4 separate regions of the Mus musculus genome follow, and all the other regions are linked to region 1. The links are chromatin contacts, called in public HiChIP or PLAC-seq and Micro-C maps. All regions are on one chromosome and are shown on one strand. Each heading gives the region's core, a stretch centred on a gene start, on an enhancer-like site or on the middle of the called end of the contact. The rest is flanking DNA. Distances are from core to core; before and after follow the strand shown.

The links. A called contact is a pair of places that touch in the nucleus more often than the background predicts. HiChIP or PLAC-seq counts read pairs in DNA pulled down with a chosen protein or histone mark.
Region 2: a contact with region 1 is called in a Micro-C map of muscle stem cells, with 4 times the contacts expected there. The contact joins two enhancer-like sites. A contact is called at or near these places in 1 of 484 Hi-C or Micro-C datasets (muscle stem cells) and 1 of 115 datasets of contacts at active chromatin or transcription factors (embryonic stem cells).
Region 3: a contact with region 1 is called in a FOXA1 HiChIP or PLAC-seq map of pancreatic cancer cells. The contact joins two enhancer-like sites. A contact is called at or near these places in 8 of 484 Hi-C or Micro-C datasets (B cells, the G1E-ER4 cell line, the HPC-7 cell line and 4 more) and 2 of 115 datasets of contacts at active chromatin or transcription factors (embryonic basal ganglia and pancreatic cancer cells).
Region 4: a FOXA1 HiChIP or PLAC-seq map of pancreatic cancer cells shows a contact between it and region 1. The contact joins two enhancer-like sites. A contact is called at or near these places in 1 of 484 Hi-C or Micro-C datasets (beige adipocytes) and 2 of 115 datasets of contacts at active chromatin or transcription factors (embryonic stem cells and pancreatic cancer cells).

What each region holds. Positions count from the first base shown.
Region 1 is chr13:34,362,609-34,367,833 of GRCm38.p6, forward strand. No RefSeq gene overlaps it. Among named protein-coding and RNA genes, the nearest start is that of Slc22a23, 20 kb to the left of the region's middle. Within about 2 kb of position 2,828, at least 24 of the 459 cell types and tissues checked have an H3K27ac peak or open chromatin away from gene starts, as enhancers often do. A contact at or near this core is called in muscle stem cells and pancreatic cancer cells, where this site is marked.
Region 2 is chr13:34,594,302-34,599,526 of GRCm38.p6, forward strand. No RefSeq gene overlaps it. Among named protein-coding and RNA genes, the nearest start is that of Pxdc1, 56 kb to the right of the region's middle. Within about 2 kb of position 2,295, at least 2 of the 459 cell types and tissues checked have an H3K27ac peak or open chromatin away from gene starts, as enhancers often do. A contact at or near this core is called in muscle stem cells, where this site is marked.
Region 3 is chr13:34,205,916-34,211,140 of GRCm38.p6, forward strand. All of the region lies in intron 4 of Slc22a23 (solute carrier family 22, member 23), which reads right to left. Among named protein-coding and RNA genes, the nearest start is that of Gm52037, 11 kb to the left of the region's middle. Within about 2 kb of position 2,351, at least 18 of the 459 cell types and tissues checked have an H3K27ac peak or open chromatin away from gene starts, as enhancers often do. A contact at or near this core is called in pancreatic cancer cells, where this site is marked.
Region 4 is chr13:34,232,157-34,237,381 of GRCm38.p6, forward strand. The region is part of intron 3 of Slc22a23 (solute carrier family 22, member 23); the gene reads right to left. Among named protein-coding and RNA genes, the nearest start is that of Gm52037, 37 kb to the left of the region's middle. Within about 2 kb of position 2,400, at least 30 of the 459 cell types and tissues checked have an H3K27ac peak or open chromatin away from gene starts, as enhancers often do. A contact at or near this core is called in pancreatic cancer cells, where this site is marked.

The DNA of each region.
Region 1 (5,225 bases), core at 1,578-4,077:
TTATGTTTAGGGTCAGCGACCCTATATCCTTCAGAATAGTTTCAATTTTGGGAAATTAAGGAAAGTAACCAAGTTCACTGAAGCCAACCAAGGTCAATGATTAAACTGAAATGTAATTTGGGCTTTCAGATACCCCGTGATTACAAAATAGAAATGTCTTCTTTGTTGTTGTTCTTATTTTGTTTGTGTTTTTTGAGAATTTCTCACATCCTAGCCTAGACTAGCCTGGAATTCACAGTGATCCTCCTCCTCAGCTCCTTCATTGCTCTTGAAATGGCTTTGGTGTTAAATATTTGCTCCTGGGGAGTGGTATGTGGGAGTGTGCAGAAGACCCCAGGCTTTGAAGAAGAGTTTTCCTCATCTCTCCTTTAAGATACTCTTCTCCTTACAGAACACTGTCCTCACATTGTCATTTCCCGAGAGTGACCACACCGGTGGATGTAGAGCCTTCATTGCCCTGGGTCCTCCTCTGAGAAGGCACGTTTTATATCTCCTCTGTTCTGACAGACTGCTTTTCTAACAGTGGTTAAGATGAAAAGGTTAGAAAACAGAATCAAATGACAGCATCCCTAGTACTCAAGTCCCTGTTTTTATAATTTCCCTTCCAGACTTCAAAGGGGCAAATGTCTGAATGCAGCTCTGTTTCTCATGGGATTAGCTCTTAGTTTCTGCGCAATCACAACTCTTTTCATGTTTTCCTCTCTTTCTTTGTGGTGCTGGGGGAACACAGAGGGAACACAGGCCTGCCACATGCTAGTTAAACCCGAGTTAAGGCTCCGAGATGTTAGTTGTTCTTCACCCATTTAGACCATGTCAATAAACTGAAGACCATCTCCTTCCTCAGGCGAGTCACTGATTTAAGGCACTGTTCCTTGGTCTCTCATTTCCCCTTTCAACCCTGATCCCATATGCTCATCCATGGAATTATTGGAATTCAGCCTCACTATTGAAGTTCTAGGCTAATGAAAAGGAGGCTGGCTTGCATTAAACCCATGTCTGAACGCACACTAACTAAAGCCTGCATGTAGCTTGGCAAATAGCGATTTGTACTTCCGGGCACCTCTGGTGGAGGTACCTTTTCATTGGTTAAACAAGTGTGATTACTCAAAATATAAGAGAAGGTTCCAGCTGGGTAAGGGTAGCTCTTGCTCTCCACACTGTGAGGAGTTGGGAATGCTTCCAAGACACAGGAAACTCCCTTCTTGGACAGGGAAGTCTAACTTCTAAAAGATAAGCTTAAAGAGATCCACCAGGCCTTTACAGTATGCCCTTCATTTTCTTTGATAAATAGAATCCTTTGAGTTAAATTGAAGTGTTCATTAGACACCAGTTTGGTAGAGCCCAGTCTCTCAGGTTCCCAGGGAGGAACTCCTTCATGTTGTCCCCTAAAATTGAACTCTCTGCATTATAATAATCAATAATGAAATTATGGAAACAATCAATGGGTTATTACATAGCTGTTCTCCAACTATATCTCTCTGGAAGCTTAAAGCTTAACTACAGGAAAATGAGTACCTCCAAGTCTTTCCATAGGATATTAAGCTTTCTGAAGACTCACCTGAAGATCACACAGCTGGGAAAGACCCAGCTGACAGAGCCAAAGGAAGCCAAGTGAGGCAAAGCCAGCCTTCTTACCAAGTGCTAAAGGGACTCTCTTGTTAGTTATAAGCAATTCAGTTAATCAGATGCTATTATTTCCATGTTTGCTTAATTTAACTTTTCAAAGTTAATTTCATTTTTAAAGTATTAGTCCAAGTACACAGGGACTGCTTTACAGATTCTTAGTTGTACAGATAAAATAGTTTCAAAGCAGACCTGGAAGGGAACTCTCAGACAATTTTATTAGACATTGAAAGGGAGGAATAATTAACTAGGTAGGCAAACAGAAGATCTCAGTGGCTTCTAGAGGAGGAAACTGGTAAGAGAGGATGTTATGTTTATATGTGCTGAATTAGAGGTCAGGAGAGCAAGGCAGTTCTGTGACAACTCTGTGTGGCAGGGGGCTCTTCAGAGAGAAACAATGAGAACAATAACCAATGTGTTAGGTAAACAGACTTAAAATTTCGACCTGTTGGAACAACAATATGAATAATCAGTATCCCCAGAGCTCGGATCTCTAGCTGCATATGTAGCAGAAGATGGCCTAATTGGCCATCATTGGGAAGAAAGGCCCCTTGGTCTAGCAAACTTTATATGCCCCAGTACAGGGGAAAGCCAGGGCCAAGAAGTAGGACTGAGTAGGTAGGGGAGCAGGGCAGGAGGGATGGTATAGGGGACTTTTAGGATAGCATTTGAAATGTAAATGAATAAAATAAATATCCAATTAAAAAAAAGATTTGGACCTGTGTCAGAGAGAGAGAGAGAGAGAGAGAGAGAGAGAGAGAGAGAGAGAGAGAGAGAGAGAGACTGTCTGGGAGTCCTGATTCTCTTTGTCGTCTCTGCCAGTTAAAGAATTAAAAACAGAAAAAAATCTTGAACTTGATATGTAGCAGTGGAGAAATCTGGGACACTAAGGCAACATTTAAAGGCCAAAATGAAAATGTAACTCATTCATATTTTCTTTCTGTCCTCAGACTCCTACTGACAGTTGTCCATAAAGACAGGTGACGTCCAGCCCCTCCCAGAGCTCTCTTCTACTTAAATTAGCTAAACCTTTCAAAATTGCTAGTTCTTTTCAATCTACTTGTGATTTCAACACTCAGAGTCTTGGATGAGTTTATTTATGTCCCTTGGGGGTCATTTTATAAATATCTGACACAAATAAGGCAATAAACAGCCTGGGCTGCCATAATGACTCAGCAGTAGGTCACCATTGCCCAAGTTGGTGGTTTCTGTAAATGCTTGTTAATGGCTTCACTAGGGATGGGCTGTGGGGCTGGAAGACTCTCCAGCCCCTTTCTGTTTCTGGCAACTCCGAGTGAGAGAGCTTGCCAAGCTACACATGGTGAAAGTGTTATTATCATCATTCTCCACATTATTCAATGAAAGTGCCCAAATTATTGTGGGTTGTCTTAGGTCTTTCAACCAGCCAACACTTTAACTTTTATATGTACTTGAACATTCTCCTAATTAATAGGTAAACTTCTTGGGAATATATCATTAATCTCAGCAGACCTCCGGCCTCTATCAACTCTAAAGCTAAGAATGCGCTCAAATAGCATCTGAAACCTGGGGAGGCTTCTCTGTGTTGCTGGAGCATCTTGGTAAATCTACTGGTTCACAGCATTCTTTTGTTCTGCAACACTTAGCAGTTCATATAACCTCTATCATGGTGGAACATGTCCATTTTGAGTAACTTGAATGTGTCGCTCATATTTGGTCTAGGATAAACAATTTTCTTATTACCTTTAAAGTAGAAATGCTATTTTGTGTTGAGAGCTTTGAAGTGATGTATAGATTAGGCATGTTTGTGCAAAGTGTTCTAACTTTCCATTCAGCCTTCCAACAGGGCCAGGACCACTCCAAAGGATGAGTTCCTCACAGGGAGACATTTACTAAGCAATGCCACAATCTTGGATGGTACTTCTTTTAATGCCTATAATTTCAAAACCAATTCAATTTATTTCAAATTTAGAACTTTGAAAGATGGTAAGGACTTCAACATCTCCACAAGGGAAAGTGCTCCACAAGCAGAGACTGTTCCCCAGGGAGAATTCGTAGTGTGGATAACGGCCTGACCACTGTCTTAAGACTGGGTTGAATTTATTCCATGTACCATGTACTGTGATAGCATGACACCCCCATGTCTAATATCAATGGGTCGAATAGTTATAATGTAGTTAGTAACTGATGGTAATCTAGCATTTTTTACATAAGCCAGTGTATGCCACTATAAAGGTCTGTATGAGATTGACCTTCATAGGCTCATATATCTGAATACTTAGTTCCCAGTTAATGGAACGGTTTGGACAGATTTGGGAACATGGACTTGTTGGTAGAGACGTGTCACTGGGGGTGGGGACAGCGGCGGGAGATTTGATGTTCCAAAAGCCCACACCATTCCCAGTTAGCTCTCTCTGCTTTGCTTTTGTGACCCAAGATGTAAGCTCTGAGGTACTGCTCCAGGGCTATGCATGCCTGCTTGCTCCCATGCTCCCTGAAGTGATGGTCATGGACTCTAACTCTCCAAAATTGAAAACCCCCAAAAAATTCTTCTAAAAGTGTCTTTGTTAGAGGTATTTTATCACAGCAATAGAACAGTAACGAATACAGGCATACACAGATGACTCCTGGCCTGGAGGTGGTACAGAACATTTGTGTGTGCATGACATTCAGAAAGAGATGCCCACGTTATCTAGGCCAACAGATTTAGTGGGCAGGAATGGTGGAGGCCCCAGGAGCAATTGTCTCTGGCATGTTTAGAGTTGGAGGCATGCAAGCATGATCTGAGGCTCACTAAGAAACCAATTTTTCAGGCCTGGGCAGGCCTTGAAGATCTTCAAGGTCAAGAGTGTCCCATGTGATGAAACAGCTACAGGCTTTAGTGTGAGCAATCTGGAAGGGAGATCATCACGCTGTCTAGAGACCTCTAAGTAGTTCGGGGCACTTAGAAAGGGGCCAAGGTTGTTTTGCGTGATGGTCATCTTGTTGTTGTTGTTCTCAATTGTTTATTTTTAAAAAAGCCCAATAATTTGCACGGATTCTTTATATCGTTAATGCCCCTTCTGTAATAGTTACATGTTTTATAAATAGATTCTCCCAGACTTTAGCTTGTTTTGTTGTTGTTGGTACCGCTTTAGTTTTATTTCCAATCTCATCTGTTAATAGAGATATTGAATTTGAATTAAGATTTTAAAAGTCTTAAAAATACCTTCTCTAACCCAGGAATTTGCACATAATAGGAGCCATTAGAAAGGAATTAATATATTGTGGGTCCACATAACTACATTGTCCCTATTAGAGCAACCAGGAGTCTAAATAGACATGGTCTTCCTCTGCTGCTGTTGCTCAAAGGACTGAAAAAGTCTTCTAAACTCAGCACTGTTTATTCTGTTAGCCCCACCCTCCAGATTAAACTCATGACTTTACACTCTACCCCGGAACCGTATCCTTGGTCTCTCCTATGTGAGTATGTAATCTTCTTCTGATTCCCAAGCTCACTATCCACTTCTGGGGTCTTGGCTCTCTGATAAGGGGAGGGGCTCACTAATGTCCTTGAAATTTTCTCAGGAACAAACAAGGTGGTATGATAAACAATGGAACATAATACCCACTTCCTAGCTGCT
Region 2 (5,225 bases), core at 1,045-3,544, 230 kb after region 1:
AGAGAAATGTAGAGCTCTGTGAGGCAGACCCCAGAGCACACTCTTGCATGCAGTAACCCATGAATACATGCACATAACCAATGACCACACACACATAGATTCCAGACTACCACAAGCCTCCCACATAAACGTCAGGAGGGCAGACACAGGCTTTGGCAAGGAAGCACTAAGGATCAAGTGCTCATCTACCGTATTCTGTTTTCTAAACTGCTGTTTTGAGCTACCTGACCACAGTACTACAGGTTTCATATAAGATGGGGATGATGTGGTAGTTTGAATAAGAATGGCTCCCATAGACTCATATATTTGAAAGTTTCATCACCAAGGAGTGGCACTATTTGAAAGGATTAGAAGGTGTAGCCTTGTTGGAGAAGGTGTGGCCTTATTGAAGAAGGTGTGACCTTGTTGGAGAACCTGTAGCCTTGTTGGAGAAGGCGTGGCCTTCCTGGAGAAGGTGTGTCACTGTAGAAGGGTTTTAAAGTTTCAAAAGCCCATGCACCCCTTTCTTCCCCGCTCCCTATAGGTCATGATATAGCAACTGTGAGCCAGCCCCCCACCCCCAGGTAAATACTTTGTCTTATAATAGTTGCCTTGGTCAATAGAAAAGTGACTAAAACAGATAACCACAAGGCCATTGGTAATTGATTGCTGTCACCACTACCCAGACACTGGAGACACTCCAAGACACAGAGAAGCTACAACTGTGATCCCCCATACAATGACCCCAAAGACAGCAGAGAACACTAGTGCAGGCATGAGGAAGACATCAGTAAAGTCCATCAGATAATCTAGGAGCCTGTCTTTCCAGGCCAACTTATCCTCATCACTGAGGGTTCACTTGACTCCATGTACTGGAGCAGAAATGATGACTGCAGGGGAAAGCCGCTCCTACCACACAGCAGACAATAAGCAGGGACTGAGACTGTTTCTCTTCTTTGGCCTGTCCTCTTTTTGATGGGATCAATTTTTCCTTATTCCCATTGCCTATAATCTTATAAATTACATATTTCATCTTTATTCTTTTTCTGTCATTAACACATTTGCATGTAATTTTTTATTTATATTTTAAACGGAGAGCTGTAAGGAAGCCGAATAAACTCATTGGTTTCCCTGGAGTGAACTTGGGTGAAATTGTACCTTAGATTATCACTGGGAGCCCAGGAAGAGGAACAGACTTTGCTTTATGACTCCCACTGGGAAGGAATTTTAGCAACAGCATCTCTTACTACAAATGCTCTCTCTACAGCTTTCATTTCCAGTCAATAAGTTCTCTCTTTAGCTGCATCTAAGCTATTGTTCAACCAATGAATTATTGTTTCAGGGACCAGTTTCTTTCTCTAGAATCTTATCTCACTTATTTTCAAATCCAGTGTTGATTTTCTTTTAAATGACATCTTATGTTTTTTGCTTTATATGTTCTATTTCTTGTTTGTTTAAAAGTTATGTTCGGATAGCTCAGTTATCCTTCTATATTTTCTATTTACTATAAAATATAGTCTGCAGTATTATATCAATGTTTAGACTGAATTCTTTATCTACTATATTACTCAGAATTTTCCAAAGGAACATAACTGATATGATGAATATGTATACATATATATGGGATTTATTAGAGTAGCTTGCAGGCCATGGTTTTTTAAATTCCAACAATGGCTGGCTCCGGGTAAAAAGGCTGAGCACCTGACAGTTGTTCAGTTCATGATGCTGAATATCCCCCATCTCACTCTGGTACTGGAATCCTGGAGAATTCCTGAAGAGCTGCTGGCCTGCATCCTCCACTGAAGTCCTGAAGAAGTTGAATTTAACACAAGCCACAGCAGCAGGATAAATGAACTTTCCATCAAGAGGAGGGCAAGAAAGCATGCATCTTTTATGTGGGCTGCCACTAGAAGGTGTGGCCCAGATTTAGAGTAGGGTTTCTTGTTTCAAATAATCTTATTTTAAAAAATCCTTGAGGGAAATGCCTAGCAGCTTGGGTTTAGTCAACTTCTTGATGTAGTCAAGATAACAACCAAGAGTAGCCATCACACCTACCTGGTAATATTTCCCTCTGATTTCATCTCTAATGGGAATTGCTCTAAGGAGGATTCCATATGTATTGTAGGCTGTTAAGGGTTTTCTGTGGGCATCTTCTACATTACCTCAGAAACTCTTCCAGAACTAAAATAGTTTTCTATTAGGGATTCTAGCCCTGCATAAGTGGTGGTAAGAATTCTGACCACACATCAACACTCAGTAGGAGTTATGACATCCAATTTCTCACAACTGATTTTATTTCTACCCACAGCCCACGACTGACTGGATGGATTGTAAGTCATACAGATTTCCCTGGTGTTGATTCAATACACAGCACTATTACTATGACTCTAGAATTCATGGGGAAAAAAATCTCATCAAAGATGTTCCTAAACCTTTGACCCTCATCCTTAGCATTAAAATCCCAGTCCTTAGAAAACATTTCTATTCTAGCTTCCATTATATGTCATATAATTTTTACTTTCAGTTTTAAATTTTTTTAAGAGTAAGCTTAGTGTGTTAGAAAAAAAGAGGCTTCCTAATGTAGTTTATTCTTCTTTCACTGGATTGAATTTCAAGGGAGATGTTTCTTCCTCAGAATTCAGGTTTATCCAGATTGACTTCTGAGGTCACAAGGGGAAGTTAAAGTCTTGGTCAATTACATGGTCACACTGCAGCTGTTGGTAGCTTAGTTAGGAGTGGGACAGAAATAGATTTGATGGGGAAACAAAAATGTTTTGTTAGGTCATTTTCTCATTCTTTTCATCATTGTGTAATGAGTGTGATTTTATGGTCAGATAATCATCAATTAGTTTTTGAGAAAACCACATGTATGCCTTTACATTTTATGCTCTTCAAAATGCACCAGATGCCTGCATGATAAACTTTATATCTATGATAGTATAACTCTAAACTTTTAAAATAACAATCTAACAGTAGCTACAAAAGAAATGACTAGTTATGTATTTAACCATTTGTGACAAGTAACTAAACTACTGGGCAGGAAAGAGAGGTACCATGGTTATCTGGTCATTATTATATAGTAATGTTTAAAAAGCTTTCAAATTAGTAAAAGAGAAAGGGAAAGATTAACCGTGTGGTATGTAATATATAGGATGCATCAATATGAACCCATGCATTTTTAATATGAAGATGATAGATAAATAGATAGATACATACATGCATACATAAATCAATAGATAGATAGATAGATAGATAGATAGATAGATAGATAGATAGATAGATAGACAGACAGATAGATTATACATATGCATATACTTATTTCCTCTGTCTGTTTGAAGGGCTGTTGAAGCAATGAACTTTGAATATCAACAAACACAACCATGGCCCAGTTCTTGGAGCCAGAAGAATCCAAAGCTTATAAAGAAGTGGTTAGTTCCAGGATTGGGGTATAAAAAAATAAAAACAAAAGCATAAACACAAAACATATAATGTGCCCAGAACATCCTCAAAGGCCAAAAGTAAAGAAATATAAAAGGACCAGGTATTTGCAGATACCATAGATGCCTTTGAGGAACAACTAGTGGCCAAAGCATAGGCTATTCAAGGAACAAAATAAATAACCATAGTATTGAGTTTTATACCAGAGAACAAAATCAGAAATTTGTGAGTCCATACTGCTAGATATACAATTGAGTTAACACAGATTCCATATCTTCTATGGGAAAATGTTCTTACTCAACAAAAATACCAGACAGAAGAGAGAGAACTATTCCTTCTTTAGAGAAGCATTCCAATTAGAAAATATTGCCTAAGAGTTAGGGAATTTAAAAAATTACCACCTGATCACTTGTGCAAATGATATATCATGATTCACTGACGGAAGCTAGCTAGCAACATGAGTGGGGATGGTCATATAATCTCAATGCATCTTTCTCTCAATAACTACCACAAACAGAGGGACATTTGAGTGATGAAGGCCATTAATATATGTATCACCTTCACCAAGCAGCCAAATAGAACACGAACAATAATGCACAGCAACACCGGGCCCTCTGATATAACACACTGCGGTTCTATGAGGTGCTTTCCTCAAACCCATAACCCTAATGTAGTTAACAAGAACACTTGCCCAAACTTGTACTGAGGAGATAACCTACAAAAATGGCTTGTAAATACTCTTCAAAAGTGCCAAGGTGGGCCAGAGATAGCTCACTGAATAAAGGCACTTGCCACCAAGCCAAACTACCTGAGTTTGATCCTGGGGACCCATATAGTGGGAGGAAGAGAACCAACTCCAGCCATTGTCCTCTGACCTCTATCCAGGTACCCTGATTCAGGTGCATCCCAACACAGATAAAAAGAATTAAGGGTAAAAAAGAAAAAAACAGTAACAAATGCTAAGGTCATCAAAGACATGCAAAGACTAAAGAAGCATCAGAAATGGTGGAAATAGGGAGGTAGGTGTTAGGATGCTGGACTCTACTGCAAAACAGCATGCCTACAGAGGTTAGGAAACAAGAGTATAGAGGGGAACACAGGACCGTGGTGTAGCAGGCTACTTCCTCCACCAGAGTTTCTATTAGTGAACTTATTACACAGTTGACGGTTCACAGGAATGCCCTGACCTGGGGCACAGCAGTAGGAAGAAACCTGGAAAATGGCACGCACAATGAAAGAGAAAGTCGTGAGATTGACAAGAATCTCAATGTGAGCATTAAAATACCTCCCTCTCTCTCTCTCTCTCTCTCTCTCTCTCTCTCTCTCTCTCTCTCTCTGTGTGTGTGTGTGTGTGTGTGTGTGTGTGTGTGTGTGTCTGTGTGTGTGTGTGTGTGTGTGTGTGTGTGTGATGTTTCTGAGAGTCTACAACTTCCAAAAGGCTAGACAGGAAGTAGGTGGGGACTTACAGAAGCACAAAAGGCACGGGGGGGGGGGGGCACCCAGGAAGTCCATGGGATTTGGAAAAGATCTGGGCAAAGGATCTTTTGAGAAGATAGGATTAAATGAATTAGTAATCACCAGATTATAGAGAAGAATTTAGAGTTTTTAAAGTAATGGCAGTTTAGTATGCAAATCTTTAAAGTTTTATTCTAATTGAGTATTATATGTTTCATTTGACATCGTGAAAATATCTATCTATCTATCTATCTATCTATCTATCTATCTATCTATCTATTTATTTATTTATTATCCCACATCCTTATGGGGTTAATTGGCTAAATAACAAACAAGCAAGATTGACTTAAAGC
Region 3 (5,225 bases), core at 1,101-3,600, 160 kb before region 1:
TGAGCTACCTAATATGGAAGCTGGAACTGACCGTGTATCATCCATAAGAGCTCCATAAGTGCTTCTAACCACCAGTCATCTCTACAGCTCTGTAACTTTTTAAAAGCAGGATAAACATGTTTTAGAAAGATCCTGCACTAAACAGCGACAGTGCCGCGTGGGCCTAAGCTTTATATGGATATTTTATGTGGCACTCTTCCTAAATGGTACTACTGTATCAATATATAAAATGGTCTCCCTGGTAGGTCTGCTTTCTGTTTCTCTGTCCCTCCCTCCTCATTTCCTTTCTCTCTGCCTTTTCTTTTCCAAGAAGATCCAACGAAGCAGCCCATGCTTGACTAGAACTCAGAGAAACCCTTCTGCCTCAGCCTCCTGCGAGCTGGGATTACAGGCACACACCACCCACCCACTCCCTTGCTGTTTCTTTATGCTAAATGGGAGCGTGCAGCTTGGGCAAACTCTTCCTGTGCTCACCCCAGCATGTGTATGGCGGAACGTGGTGACTGAGGAGTGGACAGTAGGAACAGGTTCCTAACTCATCTTCCTGATGTGCAGCCGACCTAAACCCAGGCCTGCTTGACCTTTCCCAGGTCTGTTGTACATTGCAGTCATTAGCTGTGCAATTGCCCAGTGAAATCAGCAGTTAAAAATGAGTACAAAGGAACACGTTTCCTTCTCCCCCACCAGAGTGTCAGCATCAGGCCCAGGACAGAAGCGAGAGAATTTGGGGAGAGAGTAAAGGCATCTTTCTCAGACAGAGAGGAGGCTAGACATTAGAGTCAGTGCAGAGAGACCCTATGGTAAAGCCAAACAGTATTTTCCAGATTGAAAAAAAAAACAATAAGCACTGGTCTTAATGGAGTCCAGGATGAAGAGAGCCATGTACAGCTCAAATGCGCTGGCAGTTTGCGGTGGGACCCTTCTGGGACTACTAGAATAGGGAATAAATAAGACAAGTCAATTTAAGTCTAGACGCTATCCTGTTCTTTACTGCTGGTAACGCCATACAGCAGGTGTGAAAGCTACTCTTTGAAAATTGAGGTGTATAGCAACTAATAATCTGAGCTTGAGTTCTCTGTTCTATTTTAATTCATTTTTTGGGGGGGAGGGTAGGAAGGGGGGGGAACGTGCTGTGAGCTTTTCCTAACTTGTCACCGGAATTCTACATGAAATGTGAGCAGTTTGGATGCTTGCAAATGACTTCTTTATATTTTTATGTCTTGAGTTGATTCAAACAAGCACAATGACTCTGAAGTGGTCCGTGTGCTTTACAAGTCTCAAGTCTGAGATGAAATACGGTAATGTGAAAGAACATAAAAACAGAATTTGGGGTCGTTTGATGAGAAGGTAATAATTAGAACTTTTCTCATTTTCGGAAATTTGCAATAAAGAAAATTTTGTTATTTCAATTTGTAGTAATAAATATATACAACTGATTAAAATTTTAAAAAACTGGTACATGGTATAAGGATGATCATTAAGGTTTAAAAGCAATGAATTGTCTTCTTGTCCAGTGGGAGAATCTAATATCAACCAGCTTCCTATCAGGACAGCCTTTTTTGTTCATTAATATATCACTATACAAAAGAAGGGATTTCACTATAACACTTTCATTAACATACATCACACATTAGATCGTATGCCTCATCCCCCTTCTCACCCCTCGCTTCTTTTCCCAAGCAGTTTCTTTCTGTTTGAATGCCTTACCTACTTGCTCCTGAATCTAGATTCTACACAGGAGAGAAAATTCACACTCTTCATCTTTCTGAGTCTGATGATGACTTCCAGTTTTATCCACATTTCTGCAAATGTTAGAACTTCTAACATTTAGAAATGGCTAAAACTCCATGTGTATATACACAACATATTTCTAAGTTCACCCATTGATGGGCACCTAGACAGACTCCATATCTTGCTATTGTGCTACTGTAAGCATTGGGTGTGCATGTCTCTGTGTTCATTGACTCGGTCTTTCTAGTGTACACACCCAGGAGAGATAATAGCTATGCACTGGCAGCTTTTTAAGAACCCTCACACTGATTTCAATAGAGGCTTGGGCTGCCTTTTGGAGAGTTCATTAAACACACACGCTGGTGAAAAGCCAATTGGGCAGTTCTCTGAGTAAAAAGCATGTGTGTCCTGTTTAATTCACTGCACTAGGACATTTACTCATAAATAAAGTACAGAAAGGAAATAAAACCACCAATGCTTTATTAAATTAGTTGTACCCTTAAGTCTTTCCTTTATTTGTTTTGCAAAGTGTTTAATTTTAGGGCGATACCCGTGTACACAGACACACCTTCCTGCCTGTGATTCAACAGTGACATCATTCACAGAATAAACATGTATGGAGCAGTTGGAGTCATTAGGGCAAAGAGCCACACTTTAGGCTGCAAGAAGTTATTTTGTTGGGAAGGAAAGCATACTAAACACATACTGCACCACTGCCTATGTCCCAGCCCAGTGTGGAACTTCGACCAAGCAGGCATACAGGCAGGACACAAAATCGAGCCCAGAGAGGACAAAAGGTCAGTATAACTTCATGGAGATGACCTTTCCATATGTGCATACGAAAATGAGTGTAGAAGGAACTCAGGGCACTTCTGATTCAAAGAGATAACTCTAGCTCTAGTTGTTGACTCTCTGGGTATGATCATGTATGGAACAGTTAAAAAAAATTCTAGAGGGGCTGGCAGGATAGCTCAGTGGTTAAGAGCACTCTTTCAAAGGACCAGAGCTCAGTTCCCAGCACTCACATGGTCGCTAACAATCATCTGTAACTCCACTTTCAGGAGATCCAACATCCTCTTCTGGCCTCTATGGGTACTACATGCATGTGATGCACAGAGATACACTCAGGCAAAATACCCATTCTAATCAAGATAGATAAAATCTTAAAAAAAATCTAGAGAGTCCTCAAAGAAAATAAAGAAACAGCAACAGACTCAAAGGTCTGAATGGAATTAAACACAATTGGAAGTTATTCAAAGGTGTCCAGTGTGCTTCACGAACTGAGGTCCCATAATCCCCTGGGAAAATGATAGTAGAAATACACCAGAAAGTTGCTGTGATGTTAAATGAGTCCGTTATTCATCTGGGTCTCAATTTCTCTGAATCTGTGAAATGAGATCAGTAGACTGCCACAGAAGCTTTGGCAAGCTAGAGCCCCCATCTTATCTGCTGAGATTTGAGGCTAAAAGTCACCTCTCAAAGGCAAAACTATGCTACATTGTGCATAGCATCCTCATAGTGCTTGCTACAGGCTCAGGCCACTTGGTGTCCAGCATCCTCATAGTGCTACAGTCTCAGCCACACTGTGCACAGCATTCTCAGAGTGCTGCAGGCTCAGGCAGGGCACACGAAGTCTTTGACATTAGCCTTTTTACAGTGGACCAACCCTGCATACATAGGGATTGACATGACCCTAAATGTTACTCTGTTCATGCCTTTAGCAGATAAAGACCTGAGATTTAGCTCCCATACAGACACACCTATAATCTGTAACATTATATTGCATGCAGCTGGTGCTCATCCACCCACAAACCCCAGTTAATATTCTCCACTTTCTCACTCTTCCTCCTGTGGAAGTGATTATCAAGCCATAGAAATCAGAAGGTACACAGGGCATGAAAGGGGCAAAGCTGTACAGGGAACTGATTTGACACCATTTGCAAGTGATACAGAAAATGTGGTACTCTGACAGACAAAGTGGTGCAGACCTATAATCTCAGCGCTTGCCAGGCCAAGGCAGGGTGATAGCAAGCTGGAGGCTAGGTCGGATTAGAATAGTGAGTTCCTGGCCAGGATGGATCATTTGGCAAGACCTCATCTAAAACTATAAAATATAAAGGAGCTGGGATGAACTCCTCAGTGGTTGAGAGCTCCCTTAGCATGCACAGGGTTCTAGATTTAATTACCAGGAAAGGGGGTGGGGGTGGGGTAAGGAGGGAAAGAGGCAGAAGAGATGAATTTGCCACTTCTGCACCTAACTAGAACTTTACTGGCACCTCTGTTTACAGCTTGCTGGGGATGGGCCAAACAGCTGTTCCAAGGGACCATCTTCTGACCTAGGCTCTAATCCTACGCCCATCAGGGTGGCAGACAGATACCTTGGATACAGTATCTACTTGTCATGTGGGAGTCTCCTGCCTGCCCTGATTTGTCCTCATACCTAGCAGATGCCTCATCACCACTGTGAACACCTCTCCCAGCTCCCTCGGAAACTTATCCTGATTGGAGTTAGCCAGTTCCAATGCCTGAGGGAGATCAAACTGCCACCTTTTTAGTACTGGTTTCACAGGTCCCCTACATCTCCTTCTATCCATCTGTATGGACTCTGACCAGCTGCCTGTGCAGCAGTCATTTAGCATCTGACACCTGACTTGAGCCAGGCACCAACAGCTCAGACTCTAACACATGCTCACCCTGTCTGCCCTCTGCCTGGTTTACAGGCTGTAGTGGCTTCCAAGCTGGCCTTCCATAGCCCCAGCTGCTGTGGTAGGGCAGTGAGATGGATTTGTGGAACATGTCCTTGTCCTGGGGACGACAGGAGCTCACTACCCTGGTAGGGCTTGCATGGTGTCAGAGAGCCATACTTCCCTATGTCTCAGACCTCTCGATACCTCTGCTTAAAGGCACATGTGTAAGCAATGGGATTCATGGCATTGTACAGAACTCTGTACTCAGAAGCTGAAATGAAGACTCTTCTTACCCAAGGGCTCCCAACATCTCGTGTGATCAGCAGGCTCCGAACAGCAGCTGAGACATTTCCAGCTTACTTTCAACTGCTCATTCAACTTTCATGATTGAAATGGGCACTGCCATTTGAACTTCTAGGTCTGTGTTCTTAATTACTTCTCTCATAATTACATAAACTTGCATATATACACTTTGATCATATTTCCTCCCCATTACATGCTCTTTCCTACTTTCTTCTCTCTCTCTGTGTGTGCATGTGGGGATGAGTGCACAAACATGTCCTGTTGCATTTAATTGGGGATGCTTCTGTGAGCATAGGTTTGGGGGAAGATAGTAGACTTGAGTCAGAACAACAGAAGAGGCTACGGCTCTGAGGAAGGTGAACCCCTCCCCACCGGCATACATGTGCCTTTGTTAGTATTACATGATGCTTCATTATTATCTAGGTAATGTAGGATCTTTTTAATAATTTATTTTTATTTCATGTACGTTGGTATTTTGCCTACCTATATGTCTGTGTGGGAGTG
Region 4 (5,225 bases), core at 1,150-3,649, 130 kb before region 1:
TGTATCAACACACTTAGTTCCCCAGTTGCCAGCAGGGATTTCCCAGCTTGTATATCTTATCACCAGCATCCCTTTATTATTATTATTATTATTAACCATATTTATTCATTTACTCTGTGTGTATGTGTGTGTGCACACATGCATGCACACATGTACATGCAAACACATATATTCATATACTTCCAGAACATGTGTGACATGGCATGTGTGGAGAGGCCAGAGGACAACTGTGGGAGTTGGTTTTTCCTTCCATGACAGGCACTGAACTCAGGTCATCAGGCAAGTGTCTTAACTGATTTTTTTTGGCACTACAGTCATTATTTTCTGTCTTTACCTCTCCTTCCAACTCTTATATTAGGGATGGGACCCAAAGTCTAGGTATATGCTGGTCTATTATTCTACCAGAGTTTACCCCTAATGCTACATCTTATGTAGCATCTGCCTTTAAAAATTACCTTTCTTGGGTTTAGAGAGATTGCTCAGAGGCTAAGATGGCCTGCTATTCTTCAGGAGACCTGAGCTCAGCTTCTAATACCCATACCAGGAGGCTCACCTCTGACTATTAGTCCATCTTCAAGAGAACAAATGCCCTTCTGTAGCTCCCCAGATCCCTGCATTTACATTCATATGACAATACACTCACATAATTTAAAAATAAAAATAAATCTATACAATAATTGTCTCGGGTTTGTTGCTCTTATAAAGGGTGCAGGTTCAATTCTAAGCATCTGCATGCCACATGGTGGCTTAGAGCTATCCAGTTCCAAAGGCTCTGGAGTCCTCTTCTAACTTGAGAGATTTTCTCTCTACTGTCTCCTTCCCTCTAGAGCTACTGCTACCTGTGCCCACTCTTCTCGTGGAATAGTCTTGATGAAGAAGCCCAGTGGCTTCGATCTGAAATAATCACTTCCCCACGGGACTGTTAATCTGCTCTCTCATGCCTCAGTTTAGTCTCTAAACTGGAAGTCTGACTAATTCAAGAATTCTGGAAGGAGATTCTACAAATGTTGTGTCTGCACTTCACGCTGCGGAGGGGAGAGTATGACTCAGCTTGAAGACAAGGCTGCTGTGTGGATTTACAGGCTGCTCCTTAGCTTCCTGTCCTAGCTATATCCATCAGCATTCTCTGCCAGCTTTAGCATCCTCTGTGGACCAGGGTCAGAATTAAAATCCTTACTTGGAGTGCAAAGACGGTATGATTTTTTTTTTTCTCCTTCTATCTTTCCTTGTCTGCTGCTCTTAATTTTAGTTATTTTGTAAAGAAGAATTTGATATTCCAGTGAGGGTCATTCTGTTTAGGATGGATGTCATTATCACATGCCATCTAGCCCACCTGAGGGGTCTCATGTCACTCAGAACAAAAGCAAAGTGTTTCAGGATGGCTCTAGCCTTGGTGTGCTCCTGACCCCTTCCCTGTCTTTAACCTCCCCACCTGCCATTTCCATCAGTCACTCTAGCTACACTGGCTTCCCTTAGGTTCACATGCCCGGCAGGCTCCTACCCAAGTGCCATTGTACCATGAGTGATATCCAAATCCCCCTCAGTTGGTGATTCCTGCTTCTTACCTCCCCATGTTCCTGTAGTAGGGGAAGTGTTCTTTGGCATGGAGATCTGCATGGCCACACACCAGTTGCTGCACCCTCACCTGGGACAACGTTGTATACATAGGTTCCATGACCCTGTTCTCAGAGAGTGGGGCTGGGTCCAGTAAACCGGGGTGACAGACAGTGTAGTGGCACTGGTGCATTTTCTATTTAAGGACAACTGTGGCATGTCCTACAAATACTACTGACCCCTCCTCATAACTGGGAGGGCTAGTTTACCGGCTTGTTTTAGAGATGACAAAACCATATAGTTGGGAGGTCTAGAGCATGAACTTGGAATGTACATTTCTGATAACTCCCCAGGTGACAGCTCTAGAAGCAGGGCTCTGGGCACTGTAGGGTCTGCAGTATAGGTGGACTGTCACACCCACCAGCACTGCGGTCCCTGGTTAGTGTTCTCTTTGCAGCACTGCCATATCAACACTAACAGCAGCATGGGGGAGGAGGGTGCAAGGCTTGCAATACCAGGTGGCCTACAAGCCTTGGCACCATCAGAGGCTGGCTTTGCTACTGTGTGTGACTTTTCTCTGTTGGGCGAAAAAACCCCACCACAACATAGTTTTCAATGCCAAAGAGCAAGGCAGGCAGAGGTACAAAATGCCCTGGAGGTGCAAAGAAATTGAAAAATTCTATTTCAGATGAAAGAAATCTCAGAGAACATGGAGCAGGGCTGCTGGAGTTGGGTCCTAGTCAGATAAGGCTCATGTGGAATTGGTGGGTGTGAGAGGGGAGCCCATAACGAAACACCCAGCTCTTGCCTTGCTTAAAGATCTTGAAATTCAATTAGCAAATAAAACAAAGCTGAGGTCACACGAAACACGACAAGGGTCAGGGGCTGACTCATGCTGCCAGTCTGCAGCCACTGATCCCCATCCAACCATCTCATTTTATTAAAGGGGAAAATAAGGTCAGGGAGTCAGTTGGTGGTAAAGGCAAGGCTCGGTTCCAAGCCTCGGGCTCTCTGACCTCACTGCATTGGCTTTGGAGAATATAACCAATGAGGATTGCTTTGGGTTTAGTTTTAAATTAAGATTACAATAAAAACAGAAATCAGATCTGATAGGACACATGGTGGTTAAAATTAGCATCCCCCCTCCCCACAAGTGGAAAACCCTCCTGTACTGCGATCAACATTGAAACACCAGCCAGTCAAACAGGGAGTCAGATCAGGCCAGCAGCAGGAAAGCCATGTTCAAGAAACAGGCCTGTGGAGAGGGACTGTGTTAACAGAGAGCTTCGGTAGGTGGTTTTCTGTCCAGCCCAACTGAAGTACTTTGAGTAGGAGCAGTTCTGAGACTGACTAGGGATGAGCGCCATCTTGTCTTTTTGGCTCATGGTGTCCGCAGTGCAATTGCCTGCACTGGACACGAACAGTTGGATACCACTACACCCCAGTCCTCAGCCAAGCCCTGCCTCAGGAATTTAGCTATTCAGCCCCATTTCTGCAGTGAATTTCTCTTGTCTACATGTCCATGTGTTTATCATGGAACAAAGACTCAGAGGGCAGAATGTTCTTGAGTCCTAAGTAGGGGACTTCACAGGTCATGTTGTGGTCACCACATGTGTCGCGCTGTGTGCCAAGTGTGGGCTCAGTAAATAGATGCTGAGTAACATTACTGACCTTCAAGTAACAGAATTCTCCACTAGTCAAATCCCCCGGTGTTTAAGCCAAATTCTTCCTCAGCTGGACTCAAGTTTATTCCAGTGTGACACTACGAGCAGCTGTGTGGCCTTGGGGCAGCCACTTCACCTCCTAAAACCTTAGTCCGATGGAGGGGAGAATGGAGTGCTTCCATTGCAAGGAAGAACCAGCTTACAGTCGCTTCCGAGAAAGTCTCCCCTTTGAGAGACCTTTCTGCTCTAGGTCACCTGACACATTGTCAGTGGTTACTGTTCGCCCCTTGTTGCTCTCCCAGGTGAAAATCCTGGAAGTCCAAATCCCTAGTGTGGTGCTCACTAGTCTCCACAGTCACCTGTTTATTGGCCTGTCTGTTTCCTCACCTGCTGTTCTCCTCAATGTTCTTGGCAAGCAAGGCTTTAAGCTTCATGATCCCCTCCTTCCATTCCCCACCCATTGTCTTGGTCCACTTAAACCTGTTCCTCTTACTATCATTGACTAGCTTGGTTACTCGTCCTCTAATTCTCCCCAACCCCCCTTTGTCTGGACCACAGAGCCATGCTCTAGAACCCTTGAAACTACCTTCTCTGTAGCTTGGTTGCCCTCACAGCCGTAAAAGGAAAATCAGCCTTATTTCTCCGTGTCCTTCTCAATGCCTGGCATCTGCTTCACACTTAGCTGCCCCAAGAGAACCTACTGAGTAACACAGGAGTCTACATGGGTGGGAAAGGCCCTTTCCACGAGGGCTACCTCCAAGTGGGTAAATGAAAAAAATCCCCATGGTCTTTATTAAACAATTACATGAAGGCCAGATCAGAGCCTCTGAGAACTGCTCCTAACACAAAAGAATCCTATTCTTTAAAGCTGCCCTACCACAGAGGATCACATGGGATCTTCCTCTGATTTGGGTGTCCACCCATCCCCACTTGCTGCCTAAGGCAAGGGTGGAGAAGTTACAGTAATATAAAGAATGGGAGCAGCAGTTATGCAGGAAGGGCTTAGCTGTGCTTAGCATCCCAGTCTCTCCTTCTTACTTGGAAGAAACCTAATCAGGAAATAATTATGATCCTTACTTTTAAATGGCACTCCTCTAGCTTCATGCTCAGTCAGGCTGGGTGTTTCCTTATTTAATCTCAACTGCAATGCTTTGACCAACTCAGTGGCAGCGTGTTTGTTACCTTTCTTCTTTTTCTTGTGGTGCTGGGGTTGGGACTCTGAGCCTTGTTCAAGCTAGGCAAGTGCGTTGCCACCAAACTATATCCCTAATGCTGGTGCCACACCCTCTCAAGATCTCTTATAGCTCAGGCTGGCTCCTAATTTACTATGTAGCCAAGGATGACCTTGGTCTTCCTGGATTCACCTGAAAGTGCTAGATTAAAGGGGTATGCCATCATGCTTTGCCTCTCTCTCTCCCTTCCTCCCTCCCTCTATACATCCTTCCCTCCATCCCTCTCTCAGTTGAACCCTACCCTCAACAACCCAATACCATATCTAGTAACATAACTTGCAGCCCAGCTTCCCTAAATACAGCAATACAGAAAGTGAAGATAACCGGAGTTCAATCTTTGAGATCCACATGATGGAAAAGGAGAACTGATTCCCCAAAGCTGTCCTCCACATGCATACTATGGCATGTATGCACCCACACACAAACACAAATACAACTACATTTTTAAAAATTAGGAAGGTAAATGACCCTGCGGTTACATCTTTAAAATTATATCACTTATAGTTGCAATAGCTTTTTTTAAAAAAGAATTGTTTATTTATCTTATATGAATACACTGTAGTTGTTTTCACACACCAGAGGACAGCATCAGATATCATTACAAATGGTTGTGAGCCACCATGTGGTTGCTCGAACTTGAACTCAGGACCTCTGGAAGACTAATCAGTGCTCTTAACTGCTGAGCCATCTCTCCAGCCCAGTATGATAGCTTTTACTTAAAAAAGAACAATGCTATGAGAGAATTAGAACTCTATGCAAGGTAAAAAGAGGGAAC